2 separate regions of the Mus musculus genome follow, and region 1 is linked to region 2. Evidence: chromatin contacts called from public HiCAR-type data. All regions are on one chromosome and are shown on one strand. Each heading gives the region's core, a stretch centred on a gene start, on an enhancer-like site or on the middle of the called end of the contact. The rest is flanking DNA. Distances are from core to core; before and after follow the strand shown. Region 1 holds the start of Tet2 (tet methylcytosine dioxygenase 2). Region 2 holds the start of Cyp2u1 (cytochrome P450, family 2, subfamily u, polypeptide 1).

What was found. HiCAR-type assays count read pairs that join an accessible place to other places.
Region 1: a contact with region 2 is called in a HiCAR-type map of astrocytes, with 4 times the contacts expected there. The contact joins the promoter of Tet2 here to the promoter of Cyp2u1 in region 2. A contact is called at or near these places in 1 of 39 promoter capture datasets (liver) and 1 of 115 datasets of contacts at active chromatin or transcription factors (astrocytes).

The regions. Positions count from the first base shown.
Region 1 is chr3:133,542,262-133,547,610 of GRCm38.p6, forward strand. Tet2 (tet methylcytosine dioxygenase 2) reads right to left here and starts at 2,129. Exons shown (of 11, transcript NM_001040400.2): 1 at 1,939-2,129.
Region 2 is chr3:131,301,165-131,305,954 of GRCm38.p6, forward strand. Cyp2u1 (cytochrome P450, family 2, subfamily u, polypeptide 1) reads right to left here and starts at 2,063. Exons shown (of 5, transcript NM_027816.3): 1 at 1,516-2,063. The coding sequence starts at 1,963.

The sequences.
Region 1 (5,349 bases), core at 879-3,378, 2.2 Mb after region 2:
GAATGAGTCCCTAGTACCCAGCCTTAAGCAAACTTAGCCACAGTTCTCATTTCTGAGAACCAAATCAGAAAGACTTGTAAAGTGAACTCCTAAGGGTTTGGAAACTTGATTTATGCAGTGACATGCCTTTCCCTCTACCCTGTAATCAGATCAACCCATACTGATCTTAAGTTTAAGCCCCAATCTTTCACAAACACTGTTCTGCTTAATAAAATTTTTAAAAATAATATTTATTATGTTGTAATTTATATTGTACTCAAAACACATTATAAAACACACATACAGACATGGAGAAGAATGCAACTCCTCTTCAGTATTTCAACTTTCCATTAAAATGCAAATGTAATGATTTCATTAGCTAGGCTACAATACCCACAGTCTTAAACCAAACCAATATATTTTCTCTGTGAATCCCAACTTCCCGTACATGTAATCTTATCCTTATGATGGTTCTTTGCTGATGAATTCTGAGTATGAATTTTAGCATTATAATCCTAATTAGAGCAAAGTACAGTATGTGACTTGTGATTTTTAAATCTACAGATTTATTCTGCTCCCCAGATAGACAAACACCACAACATTTTGCTAAATTTTAAGCAAACAACTTGGGAAAAACAACAAAACAAACAAACAAACAAACCTAATTCTATTCCAAAAATTGCTCAAAGCAAACAAAATCTATCAATTAAGCCATTAACAAGCAAGTATCATGTCTTTTAACAGGACCTTCTCAAGAGTCTGGCCAGGCCTCACTTGGTTTCGCCAAACGTAGAAAACTCTCCATAGAAGAAACCCTATAAGCTTTCTAACAGTTAGCAAGCAGGTCTAGGGAAGAGAGTCAAGCTCTGAGTGAAGAGTGAGGAGGGGTGTTTGTGAACGACCAAATAAAAGAGTGAGTGCCAGAGTGAAGGAAATTTGGGATGGGACTTGTTAGAGATCTTCTCTGGGATTGGGTTTCATTTCTTCGGGCGCCCCTGACCTTGCCTTCTCCAACTCCAAACGCTTCGCCCGCCCCCTCCCCCGGCCTGCGCCTGCCTTTGTGTGTGCCTGTCACTTAAGGGGAACAGAACGAGCTGATTCGGGGGCAGCACAAAGCCAACACACAGATTTGCACAGATTCTCTTACACACATTTCCCAAACTGGAAGGCACAGCCCACTCTGAGCTTGTGAACCTTGAGAAAAGTGGGTTCTGGTCTTGTTTCAGGGAGCAGAGAAACTATTCTTTCCCCTCTCACTTAGCGCCAATAACAAAACGCGAGGACTCAAGAGAAAAAAAGAAAGAATGGAAAAAAAAAAAAAAGCCCTCCACGTAGTGGATCCTGAATCTACACACTGTGACATCTGTCTAGTGTAGTCCACGAGGGGACAAACGTGTTGGAAGCCAGAGACACAAACCCAGAACAGGACCCAAACAAGCACTACTGGAGATAAAAGAGTCAAACACACCGGGTCAGTGTTCTTTCCGGGGTGTCTGAGGATGAACTAGGGGCTCCCTGGACTTATACTAAGAACAGGGGAGAGGAGGATCAAAAGAGAAAGTGGTGGTCCCCAAAGATGAACTCTTTCAGGAAGGCAGCCCCAAGAAAACACTCACTTTCCTGAGACTAAAAGGCCAGAAGAGCGGCTGGTGGGAGGTACAAAGGTAAGTTTTCTGGGTACAGAGGGGAGACACGCATTAGCAGGAAGAAGGGACCACAGAAGTGCAGGTCGCAGGAGAAGGGGGTGCTGAATTAAAACTATATTTGTCAGCCATGTTGAAGAAGCTCCTGTAATTTGTGAGGCTTCCCTCTTCCCTCTTAGTATTTGTGGGTGACATGACAGTCCCCGCAAGGCCGAGAGAAAGAGAGGGAGATTGGAAAGGGACCATTCCGCAGCCGTCAAGAGCGAGGAAAGAAAGAGAGAGAGAGAGAGACAGGCGCGGACCTCAGCGCTCTGACCTGGTTCTGGTCCCTCAGCCTCGCAGTCCACCGCCGTCGCAGCCGGGTCTCCTTTCTAACAAATCCTACAGGGCAGCCATCTTGCTTCCTTCTGCTCCTCTACGAAAGCAGCCTCGCCTCCGCATCAATATTCATAAGGCAGTTTGACGTCTGTTCTCTAGGCTCGGCGGGGCCGGCTCTCAGGCGGCCGCCGAGGGGGCGGACGTGACTGGCATGCGAGCGGAGCGGGCGCGAGCGCGGGAGCGGGCCGTGCGCTCGCTCCCTCGCGGAGGCGCGGCGGGACCCGGGGCCGTGCGCTCGCTCCCTCGCGGGGACGCGGCGGGACCCGGGGCCGTGTGCTCGCTCCCTCGCGGAGGCGCGGCGGGACCCGGGGCCGTGCGTTCGCTCCCTCGCGGGGACGCGGCGGGACCCGGGGCCGTGCGCTCGCTCCCTCGCGGGGGCGCGGCGAGTCCCGGCTGCGCGCTCACTCCCTCGCGGGGGGCTAGGGGACCTCCTCTGCTCGGCTCCTCCCCGGCCTTTCCTGAGCCCCGGGTGCCGCCGGCCGCACACCCACGCGTGGGCGGCCTCCGCGCCTCTGTCTCCCGCGGGGGCCGCGTAGGCACTTGGAAACTCTGCGCCCTCCTGCGCGCTCCAGGGGCCCCTGGCTCCCCGCGCTCCCGCTGCCAGCACCTCACCAGTCGTCTCCCCACTCGCCCCCACACCCTGCCACCCCCTTCCCTGTCGCCCAGCCAAGCCGCTCCCCATTTCCCCAAAGGCCGTGCCGGGAGAGCTAGAGGGGCCTGGGCGCTAAAGTCTCCACTCTGCAGCAATCCGGCGGCGCCGGGGCTCTCCCCGCCCAGGCCCACCTTCTGTTTACTTTGGCCACGTGGGCCGCGCAGGGGGTGCTGTCTCGCAGAGCCCAGAGGAGCGGTGTCACCGAGCCCCTGCTTGTCACTCGAAAGAATTAAGCCAGCAGTTTCTAATGTTCAAGGCGCCCCCGTAAGTTCCTCTATTTTGCACAAATTTCCACTCCGTACGGTAAAGTAATGAAGAAACCGCCTTGTGGGAAGCTGAATTCCGAACAAGCAGAGAGCGCTCAGTTTTCCCTGAAGTTCAAGGCTTGTGCGCACCAGCTCTTCTGCTGGCACTTCCGTTTTTTAAACTTACATTTTAAATGTTCCTTTTGGTAATTATTAACTTTTGAAGATGAGATCGAGGCAAATTCATAGGAATCATGAGACAGTAGTTTAGGAAATTTGTGCTCACACATCCACCCACCCTCCTCCTGTCTTCAAGTTTTCAGTCACTGAATGTTACGTTTTAATAGGTAATCTGGGAACCTCTTCTGTGGGATCGGTTGCGTTCACAGCAACCTTAAGTCTACTTTAACACTATTATATTGTCTGTAATGCACCCTTTCTTTGTGTGTGTGTGTGGGTGGGTGTTCTTTAGAAATGAGGCCTGGAACCAACTAACTCTCTCTCTAACTCTCTCTCTCTCTCTCTCTCTCTCTCTCTCTCTCTCACACACACACACACACACACACACACACACACCACATAAATTTTGAAAAGAAAGAGCAGACCTGCAATCACAGCATTTAGAAGTCTGAGGCAGTAGGATGTCTGACAGTTTGAATTTAGCTGGGTATTGTAGTTAGATTGTTTCAAGAAGAAAGGAAGGAAAAGAAAGGAGAGAGAGAGAAAAGAAGGAGGAGGAGGAGGAAGAAGAAGGAAGGAAGGAAGGAAGGAAGGAAGGAAGGAAGGAAGGAAGAAGAAGAAGCAAATAGCCATAACATTTTCCCTTAATTTCATGAAATGTAAACACTTCCTCTTTGTAAAATCTCATAGATGTATGTACTCACACAGGAAAGGCCAGGACCTCTATGTGGCACATTGTTACTCTGTGTTACATTGTTGCAGAGAAGATTGCCTAAAGTAAGTTCTAAGGAAACAATGTTTCTTCCATTTAGAAACAGTTACCAAGGTGTGATCTCACAAATCAGTAATCAAAATATTTACCTGGGCTCTACAGCACCTTATTTTTAAATTATTTTTTTTTTCTTTTTGAGGCTGGGTCTCACTGTGTGGCACTGGTTCATCTGAAACTATGTAGACCAGTTGGCTTAGACTCTGTCTTAGTCAGGGTTTCTATTCCTGCACAAACATCATGACCAAGAAGCAAGTTGGGGAGGAAAGGGTTTATTCAACTCACACTTCCACATTGCTGTTCATCACTAAAGGAAGTCAGGACTGAAACTCAAGCAGGCCAGGAAGCAGGAGCTGATGCAGAGGCCATGGAGGGATGTTCTTTACTGGCTTGCTTCCCCTGGCTTGCTCAACCTGCTCTCTTATAGAACCAAGACTACCAGCCCAGAGATGGCACCACCCACAAGGGGACCTCCCTGTTTGATCACTAATTGAGAAAATGCCTTACAGCTGGATCTCATGGAGGCATTTCCTCAACTGAAACTCCTTTCTCTGTGATAACTCCAGCCTGTGTTAAGTTGACACAAAACTAGCCAATACAGACTCAATAGAAATCAGCTTGCCTTGTTCACCTGCTTTGTCTGGCCTTTTAAAAAAATTATGATTATTAATTAATTAGTTTATTTGTATGAGTGTTTTGCTGGTGTGTATATCTGTGTACTGTGTGTTGGCCTGGTGCCCAGGAGGTCAAGGAGTGGGAGTCAGTTACAGATGATTTTGAGCTGCTGTGTGGGTGCTGGGAACTAAGACTAGGTCCTCTGCAAGAACAAGTGCTCTTTCTTAACCTCGGAGCCATCTCTCCAGGCTCGTTTCTATTTGTTTACCAAGCACTGCCAAGAGTCTGTTGAGTTCCTGTGGAAATCCAAAACTGCCAGCTAGTGACCAGAGCTAAAATAGCCATACTATTCCTGTTGAGGACTTCCTCAAAACCAGAGTCATTGTCAGAGTTAAAGTTTAGCAGGGGCAGCCTCTGAAGCCTCACCAGTGTCTACAGTGCCCCTAGAAGCCAGCTTTGGAATCCTCCGAGGATTATCTAGGCAAGCCTGTTGTTTGGTCCTGTGTTCTGTCTGCCTTTTCTGCTCAGAGAAGCTCAAGCCATGGTGACAGGCCTGTGATCCAGGAGCTTGGGACGGAAGGATGACCTGCCCATGGTCATACTCACGTGGCTACACTGGATTCTAGGCCAGTCTGGGATACACGAGACCCTGTCTTAAACAAAATCCCCATTTAGAAACTGAAATTCTCATCATAGTTCAGGAGTCTTGCCCTGGCTATTCGGCATTTAATGTCTGATGCATTGAGAGTCAGAGCACACTCAGGACTAACCCAGGGGTAGGAAGTAATAGGATTCCCATCCTACCACAGCCTGGCCCAGAACGAAGGGCAGCAGATACTATGACCCACATGTGCTGACCTTCATCTTGACTTCTCTTCAAGGCTAAAC
Region 2 (4,790 bases), core at 813-3,312:
ACTGAACCTAGGCCCTCTGGACGAATAGCAAATGCTCTCAATCACATGAGCCATTTCTCCAGGCCCCAGATTTTTTATTTTCTTCATTTTTAATTAATTCTCTATGACTTACCTATAATTCCAGTGAGATAAAAATACATTTTTTTTCATATAGATAACTGGGGTGGGGTTGAGGGTGTATAACCCATAGGCAGGTGCATGAGGAGGCCAGAGAAGGGCCTCCATGTGTCCCGATCTGTCACTCTCGGCCTTACTCTGTCGACTGCCTCTTACTGAATCAGCTCGCTGCTAGGCTGGTAGCCAGAATGCCAAGGTGATTCTCCTGCCTTGGGGTCTGAACACGACCCAGAACACTGGTAGTCTGTTTACTGTGGCCGATGGCTATAAACTTGAGTTGTCACTTAAATCAGATGAAGAGAGGGCAGAACGCTGGAGGTTTAAGCCAAGAGAGATTTCCTGGTCTTCCTTCACCAGTGGCCAGATTAGTTGTGTATCCTTACTCTAAATTTCATTCAGAGTGAACGTTTACAGATCCCTGTCTTAAATCAGAAGCATCTTACACAGTGGCTGTCATACACCCTTCATCTTGAACCCAACTCTAGCCAAGAGGCCACTAAGGTGCACGCAATTCAGCGCATCCAACTTCTGTTTTCTGCAGAGGCTGGAGTGGCCTTAGGAACAAGAACTAACTACCCTTGATATAGCAGTCAAGCTCTCCGTGCTCCAGCCCAGTGCTCACACCTGCCCTCCCCATTACAGGTGCCTCCAATTCCAGAGCTTTCTGAGGCCTTACATGGGGAGTTTCCAAGGCAAAATTAGAAATGGGGTGAGGGAGGGGATATCAAAGTATGAAGTCAGGGGGCCACTCTCCTGAACCGAAGCATATATATGCCACCCACAATGGATTCAGTCTTGTACTTCAGTGTCTGAAGACAGAACACAGGATTGACAGGTGGCTGGAGAATAGGAGATCGAGACCCTGTGTCTGCCGAGGGAGATATACACGGGCTCTGGGAACAGACTGGCTATCTTGAAATATTCTCTCAAAAAAATTAGTCACTTTCTCTTAAATTTAACCTCAGGCAAGTTCTTTAGTCACCCGCGGGGAGCAGCCACATTCTTTGCCAAAATATTAGAGGCTATGAACACATCCGGTTCACCAGTCTCCTAGCTTGGATTCTGGCCATTCCTAAGGGGGAAAAAAATATCTTCTTATACTTTTGCAACTGAATGATACTCGGTGAAATGAATCCCCCTCCCCCTTTTCCTAACACAGCCAATGTTTAGAAACGTTGAGATCAGACCTATGCGTGAGAAGGCCTCACTTGGGACAAAGGAAGGCTTCCGGGGTGGGTGGTCCTTATTTTACAGTTTGGTGCCCACACCTCCCTCACTTTCCAGTGTGTCTCCCACTTTAATCGCACACTAGAAAGCCACGCCTCCGTCCTCTATCCCCTATGCTGGTCATGACGCAGGTCCTGCCGCCTGGGGATCCTGAGCCCGCGGCGCGCTCACCCTTCTCCTTGGTCATGATGGAGATGAGCGGCATCCGCGGGCGGTCACTGAACACTTCAGCCTGCTGCACTAGCGCCTCGCGCACGCTGTGGAAGTCGCTGAGGACCACCACCAGACGGTGGCCGATGAAGAAGCTGAAGATGTTGCCATAGACACGGGCCATCCTGGCCAGGTACACATGCTGGCCCACCGTGTCCGTCTGGCTGCCCGAGCCCAGCCAGAACTGCGGTCGTAGAAAGCGCGGCACCAGCAAGTGCCCGAAGTTACCCACGAGTGGCCGAGGCTTGGGCCCCGGAGGGATGCCGCAGGCGCGTTGCCGCCGCAGCCAAACCCAGCCTAGCAGCACCGCCAGCAGGCAAAGTAGCAGCGCGCCTCCTGTCGCCCGCACGTGCAGTCTAGCTCCCGGCTGCTCCCCTGCCGCGGGACGCTGGTCCCCGAGCGAGGACATGTCCCAGGTACCGCCTGCATCTAGCTCCGCTGCAGACGCGCCGGCACCGCGACAGTAGCCGGCTACATGACTCAAGGTCAACCGCGAGGCAGGGCAAGGCACGCCCTTCCGATTGGCTGCGCCGCGTGCCCCTCTCGGGATCCTCCAGTCAGCTGCTCCTGCATAAGGTGGGGGCGGGACGTCCTACGGGACGGCTGGTGGTGACGAGTGGTCTCTCGCAGCACAGCTGAGCTGTCCTGAGTGGGGTTTTGTTTGTTTGTTTGTTTGTTTGTTTGTTTGTTTTGCCAGTTTAGTGCACTAGCAGCAGCAGGCTCCTCCAGGGGGTGTGAGCTTTCTGTGGGTTTCTGCATATGGCCTGACTATATCAAAACACTCAGAGAACCCGGGCTGGGTGACTGCTTTATTAATTAGCCTTAGACAAGACCTGAAATGCTGAGCTAGTATCCAACAATGTGATGTGTGGATATTCCAACATCTGGGGATGGCTCCAGAGTGCTTTACCTTCCTGTCATTTACAGGCCAGATGTTGTGGTTTCTCTCGGTTAGACTCTCCCTAGAATTGTCGATGCCCCCCCCCCTTTTTTTTCTATTTTAATTTTTCTATTCTTATTTCTATTTTCTACTTTTATTTGAATCTTGATAGCCTAGAACTCCTTATGTAGACCAGTTTGGCTACCAATTCAGAGATCCACCTACATCTGCCTCCAGAATTCACATATTAAAGACATATACTACCATGCTGGGGGAGGGGGTCAAATTCTAGCCCATGCTTGTGGTAGGGAAGTGCTTCACCTGTGATCCACGTTTGGTTCCTGTGTTAGATCACTCCCTCCCAACAAACACACGCACACACCACACAGAATTTGAACACTATGGTGCGTTATAAATATGACCAAAGCTTGAAGGGTGGTGACTTCTTTTCCTATTATGTGGGTTTTTAAAAAATATCTACTGTTCTCTACTGCTTTTGCCGTAGTTAGTAAAGTACACAAATACATTCTTCCTTCTCCCCTCCACAAACTACAAAAGCCCCTGTCACATTTCCAGTAATTAACCCTTATCAGATTCCTTTTCTTGTGTGACTTTAAACAAGATTTCCGAGTATAAGACATTAAGATGTTCATTATTATCTTGTTACTGTCTTGCAACTGGCCGCTCCTGTAACTCACAGTCCAGCCTTAATTGGAAGCCCCCTGTTTACGCTTCCACTGTTGGGTGCGATCACAGGAGTACTGTACTCTCCCCAGAGCACACATACACTTTCCAGCTGCTTGTTGGCAGATGCAGTCTCCAATACGGCATTTCCTTCTCTTTATGCCATTCTCTAACCCACTACTATCGGGTGAGCTCAATTCACAAATTATCTTAAGCTGTTTAGTCCCCCTTTTTCATGGCACAGCAGGAATCTATCCGACCCATTTGTCTTATCTTCTGCCTCTTCCCTGCCACCAAACACCCAGACTGCTGCCGCGTGCCCCCTCTTTGAAATATTCTCTGCAAAAAAATTAGTCACTTTCTCTTAAATTTAACCTCAGGCAAGTTCTTTAGTCACCCTCGGGGAGCAGTCACATTCTTTGCCAAAATATTAGAGGCTATGAACACATCCGGTTCACCAGTCTCCTAGCTTGGATTCTGGCCATTCCTAAGGGGGAAAAAAATATCTTCTTATACTTTTGCAACTGAATGATACTCGGTGAAATGAATCCCCCTCCCCTTTTTCCTAACACAGTTGGAATTAAGAGAGCCCTTCCAATCCTTGTACAACTTTGTCCAAATAAAACTGGACTCTCTAACCATTGAAATTCTGCCTTCAGCTGAGATTTAGATCTTTCAAAGGGGCTCCTCCTTTCACCTCTCCTAGAACCATCACAGGGCATACATGCAGCTAATTCTCGGGATGATTGAACATTGACCTAATTTAAAAACTGACAACTGCCCTCTCTTGTGTGAGATGTAACTGTGCTTATGATGTTTCCTAACTATTCTCTTACTTTCATTAATAGCTCTGTATGACAGATAGAAAGTTGACTTATACCTGTATGTCCCAGTTCATAAAGAACCAATCCCCAATACCTGAGAATATGACCCACATTTCTAGGAAGGATAGTATCCAATGTAATGAAGCTAAAATGAGGCTGTGTGAGTAGTCTAAGGTCAAGTTGAGTAGGTCCTAATCCAGTATGACTGGAGACTATGAAGAGACTAGGGCATGGAAGGCCATTTGAGGACTTAGCAAGAAGTCAGCCCCAGCCTCAGAAGCCAGAAAGACTTTGATCTTGACTTCAGGCCTCCAGAACTATGGGAGGTAAATTCCTGTTATTGAGCCACCTTATCTATAGCCCTTGGTAGCAATCCTATAAATTCATTTAAAAAGCCACGATGGTCTTCCCAACACTGGGAAAACCTTAACTATGACTCATGCAGCTTCTTAGGGATGGACCGCCCCCCCCCCCAATTAAATAAAGGACATTCTTACCAGGTAAAGGGACATTTTTCTGCTTGTTCTGTGACAAAACTTTTCCTAGGGAGACATAGCACACACATCTTCTCATTCCAGACAGGGAACCCATGACAGACTAATGTACTGATAACACCAAATTCCAATTTAGTGAATCTATGAGTTTTATTGGAATGACAGACACCAATATGGGTGAGGGGTTACTTATAGGAGTAGAAGTGACTAAGAGACCATTGCATCACCAAAGCCCACCATAGCATGAGTGACAACTCACACACACTGGGAACCTGGAGTACACTGCACAGGGTGGAGGTAGCTCAATAGGTTGAGAACGTCCTTTGAAGGTGCCTTAGATGGTCTAAACCTGTT